2 separate regions of the Triticum aestivum genome follow, and region 2 is linked to region 1. A link is a contact called in public Hi-C data. All regions are on one chromosome and are shown on one strand. The core of a region is the stretch at or near the end of the contact, and the rest is flanking DNA. Distances in the headings are between cores, read along the strand shown.

Evidence for each region. Hi-C and Micro-C count contacts between places; a contact is called where the count stands out from the background.
Region 2: a Hi-C map of leaf shows a contact between it and region 1, with 7 times the contacts expected there. The contact joins the promoter of LOC123060420 here to the promoter of LOC123060419 in region 1. A contact is called at or near these places in 4 of 5 Hi-C or Micro-C datasets (leaf, root and an unstated tissue) and 1 of 1 datasets of contacts at active chromatin or transcription factors (leaf).

Annotation. Positions count from the first base shown.
Region 1 is chr3A:81,486,143-81,488,667 of IWGSC CS RefSeq v2.1, forward strand. LOC123060419 (60S ribosomal protein L18a-like protein) reads left to right here and starts at 1,263. Exons shown (of 5, transcript XM_044483132.1): 1 at 1,263-1,512; 2 at 2,091-2,231. The coding sequence starts at 2,222.
Region 2 is chr3A:81,866,171-81,868,695 of IWGSC CS RefSeq v2.1, forward strand. It overlaps LOC123060420 (probable galactinol--sucrose galactosyltransferase 2), which reads left to right and starts at 1,266. Exons shown (of 8, transcript XM_044483133.1): 1 at 1,266-1,573; 2 at 1,672-1,915; 3 at 2,238-2,482. The coding sequence starts at 1,725.

The DNA.
Region 1 (2,525 bases), core at 13-2,512:
TCCCGTGACCAGACACTTGGTCACTCTGAGCTCATTATGATGATGCATTACCGAGTGGGCCCAGTGATACCTCTCCGTCATACGGAGTGACAAATCCCAGTCTTGATCCATGTCACCCAACAGACACTTTCGGAGATACCCGTAGTCTACCTTTATAGTCACCCAGTTACGTTGTGACGTTTGGCATACCCAAAGCACTCCTACGGTATCCGGGAGTTACACGATCTCATGGTCTAAGGAAAAGATACTTGACATTGGAAAACTCTAGCAAACGAACTATACGATCTTGTGCTATGTTTAGGATTGGGTCTTGTCCATCACATCATTCTCCTAATGATGTGATCTCGTTATCAATGACATCCAGTGTCCATAGTCAGGAAACCATGACTATCTGTTGATCAACGAGCTAGTCAACTAGAGGCTCACTAGGGACATGTTGATGTCTGTTATTCACACATGTATTACGATTTCCGGATAACACAATTATAGCATGAATAAAGACAATTATCATGAACAAGGAAATATAATAATAATGCTTTTATTATTGCCTCTAGGGCATATTTCCAACACTATGGAATTGTGGTTTATAGACTGAGCCGAGAAAGTACTCCGTGGAAGGGGTCTAGAGGTAAATAATCGAAACACACCTTTGGCGGTCAAGGATGATCTCTTTCAAGGTTAACACAAGTCAATGGACAGGAGGATCCGTGTCGACATGTTGATTCTTGCAACCGACTTAATTCAATTTCTATGCAAAATCTATTTGCTAACCACTAACCTCTGAGCGACACGATATTGAAGAGCTCAAGGTAACTTTAGCGAAAGGCCTCCTCCTTTTCTCCAACTGCCATGCCAAAATAAGGCCTTGTTTCCGTCACCGAGGGTTATTGTCATCATCAAAACAATGAAGTCGTCGATTATCAGCATCAGAGCAAGGAAGCTTGAAGCTCATCCACGACCTGTCATGACCCGTCCGTTGCAGCCAAATCCAATAAACGCCGGAGGGTACCACTGAGCCCAAACCACAAGGGGATTGGGGCTGGTGGTAGACAGTCTCCCAATCCACGAGAGAGTGACGTTGGTCGTCTTTTGATGAAACCACGGTTTTAAAGGTACATGTGCATGTGTTTTTAATATAACGTGGTATTTTGACACAAAAGGACTTTTTCCCCCTCTTCTATCTATCTTTTTTTTTTTGAGGGGTGACCTCTTCTATCTATCTATCTATCTATTGTCGACGACGAACGGGTCATTATCCGTGTGTTAAAAAGGGCCGCCCTCGTGTCTCCATCCATCGTCTGGCTCACAATCTCACATAGCGTGGCGGTAGGTGCACGAGACCCGCACCGGCGCCCTACCGGTTTCCACACAAATACTACGGGCCTTCTCCTCGTGTCCACTCTTCTTCTCCCCTCTCGCCTCTTCTGGCGTTCTCCCCTCCCCCCATCGCGGTTTGCCCCGCCGGCGGCGACGCGGACCTGGCTGGCGCGAATCGGCTTCTTCTCTTTGCGGGTAAGGAACCCTATCCTCTCCCGATTGGATTATCTTGATATGGATTTGTGTGGGAGTTCGTCTCGCGGGTCGCCTCTTCCTTTTGCTGCGTGGCGGCCGGCGACCGAAACCCGAATCCCCGTCGAGGTAGTTGCGGATTCGTCCGTCTGCTGCGTGGTAGACTGGTTGGTGCTCTTGCCGATTTGTCTGGTCTGGCTAGCTTAGCTGCTTCTTCAGCGCGCGAGACCGATCTGAGGCGGCCGGTAGCGCGGCCGCAGTGTATGAATTCGTCTAGATTTGTTTGTGTTCTACTAACGAGGGTTGGAGCATTAGAGTTCAGAGAACAATAATAGCTCGGAATTACATGCTCTCCTGAGTAAAGAACCACTGTACCGCCGACTTCTGTATGCTTATGTTTGGAATTTTGGACATGGCACCTGCTGGTCACTACTTTTCTCTTTGCCATGAAAGAATACTTGCAATTGCTCACAACATTTGTCCCCACCAACTAGTCTGATATGGGCGTTTATACATAGATTACATTGTATATATAATTTTCTCTCCGATGCGGCAAGCTGACCAATCTGACGCACTTGCAGGATTTATGTGCCAAGCTGCATATTGTTCTGTTTTATTCCTTGGATCAGACTTGTTGAGCTGATTCCAGCAAGGAGCAATCTGCAACAACTTGGTGTTAAGCTTGCATCTTCCCTAAGCAGCTCTAGATTAAATGGGAGAAGGTAACTGCTTTTCCAACCTTGTATCTATCTTTTGAATTAAACTTAAGTTTTCCTTTGCCGCTAGATCCCTTACGTTATGCAGCAGAACATAACCCTCAGCCTGTCATTGTAAAAATAAACTGTTTTTTTCCAGTAACTCCTATTACATCATGTTGGCATGTGTGGTAGCTTTATAGTTGTAAACATCATCAAGTTTCAACCTAATTATGATTCAGAGTTTACAGTTTTTTCTCTGTTTATTAGGGCTTTAGCTTGATCATGATGTGCATTATTTGAGTTTTGTTTATATGATTA
Region 2 (2,525 bases), core at 16-2,515, 380 kb after region 1:
ACCCTCATGAAATGATGTGTATAAATACAAACTCAATAATTATCAAAAAAATAATGATTTGTTGATCTTATGATTTTAATGCTTGTCGTGAAACAATGCGGAGAGAGGGGTGGTGCTCGAAGCACTCTCTTAGGCGATGATTGATCGATGGTGATGCGGTGGCTTTACCTAGGTCCAAGCCCCTGTATGGGTAATAGCTCTTGCCTATCTATCTTTATTGTTGAATATAGAGGATTACAATGGCATTTTCGTATCTACTGAGCTAGGGTGTGGGAATAAGCTCCCAAGTATCTTCTGCCCCATGAGGGAGCTTGTGCCGCCCTTATGTAACCGACCCTAGGTTGATAGTTCAATACCGATCTTCAAAAGATATGATATAACCAAGTGATCATGCAGTAATGAGGTGCAAATCTCCCATCAACCATAAAATCCCTAAAGTAGGTCCCCTAGCCCTTACCCCTTACGAGAGTCTATTGTGATGGAGTGTGGTGCGGAACACGAAAGCCCTTAGACACCTAGGCCGGTAATAAGGTTTATATGCCCTTGTGCCGCCTCTCTCTTCGAGTGAGGATCCCTACTCACCGACAAAGATGCTAACTATGTACTTCCTTTGTTCCAAATTACTCGTCGGAAAAATGGATGTATTTAGAACTAAAATACATCTAGATACATCCATACATGCAACAAGTAATTTGGAACGGAGGGAGTACCATGCACTCTGATCATCATATGGTTTTTAATCTGTAAAAACACATGCCGTAGACATATCTACCGTAAAATGTTAGGAGGGCACACAAACAAGGAATAAAAATAGATATATGCTTTCAACAAAATATACAAATGATCCGATTTTTCAAAACTATAAACATAAACATTCTCTTTTCGGGGGAAAGATGTAAATATTTCTAGATAATTTTCTTGAGGCGTCATCCGCCCTCGAATGATTGGGCCAATCTTCAGTGGAAAATCTGGAACACGAAAATTGAAATGCTTGAGCAGCACCAAAAAAAAGATATGGACGTCGGGAGCCAAGAGAGGGATAATGTTCCGAGACCAAGACTGTCCGTGTCATTTGTTCCGCTCGGCCGGCAACAGGAAACACACAAGCAACAACCCAGGCGTAGCATAGTTTACACAATTAACTTTCTTCCAAGAAAGATATACATCGAACTGGGACACGTCAGATCGTCCACGATATCGTAGCAGCTGGACCATACCGTGCAATCTTCCACACAAAGAAACGGAGACCTCACCGGAAAAGGCGTAATTTTAGGCGTACAGAGTCGAAGAAACATGTGAATTCTCCAGCGACTGGGCTTCTTCCCCGAATGGGAATGGGCCGCGTGTGGATGTCGTGTCGCCGGCCACGCACGTCTCGCCCTCCTCCCGACCGACTATATAAACCCCTCCTCTCCCCATCGCCTCCCTCCCTCCCTTCATCTCCCTCTCCGGCGAGGGCACCGCACCATCTTATCATATCATTAGATTAGTGCTACTAGTTTCAATTACCCGCACGCAAAGCTCTCCCTATCACTCTTATCATATACCATCGTCCGGTATCTATCGAAGCAAGGTACGCGTTCTCCTTGATTGGTCAGCATCTCTATCTGTGAATGATTCGTCTGAATTTTGCTTTGGTCGTTTGCTGGATGCTGACGCCGGCCGTTTCAGCTTGCTGTTCTTGTGCTGCAGAAGGGGCGGTCCTTTGAATTTGGTTATCCGAGATGACGGTGACACCGCAAATCACGGTGAGCGACGGGAGGCTGGAGGTCCGCGGCCGGACGGTGCTCTCCGGCGTGCCGGACAACATCACCGCAGCGCATGCTGCCGGGGCCGGGCTCGTCGACGGGGCCTTCGTGGGTGCCACGGCCGGCGAGGCCAAGAGCCACCACGTCTTCACCTTCGGGACTCTCCGGTCAGTATTCTTTGTCCGTGTCTGTTGAGGAAAAGAGATAGTGGTGGATAAATGCGGGGAAGGTGGATGAACACCTGGGCAAACTCTGGAATGCACCATGGATTTCTGACCTTTTTTTTTCTCCTATCAATTGTTTTTTGAGGATTTCTGTCAAATTTTAGGAAGTTGATTTCTGAGCAGTTCCAGTTTTCATTAGTTCATTTCTTCTAAAAAAACCATACTCCAGTTTTCTTTATGAATTTTGTTACAGCAGTTTATTTTTGGCATAGCTTTTCGACTGAGGTTAATTTACATTTCGCTGGAAAAATTGTTGATGCTGCAGCGATTGCCGGTTCATGTGCCTGTTCCGGTTCAAGCTGTGGTGGATGACGCAGCGGATGGGCACCTCCGGCCGCGACGTCCCGCTGGAGACCCAATTCATCCTCATCGAGGTCCCTGCCGCCGCCGGCAACGACGACGGCGACAGCGAGCCGGTGTACCTGGTGATGCTGCCGCTGCTGGAGGGGCAGTTCCGCACGGTGCTCCAGGGCAACGACCAAGACCAGCTCCATATCTGCATCGAGAGCGGTAATGATCAGGAGCTCTTTTTTGTCACCAGATTAGTTGATGT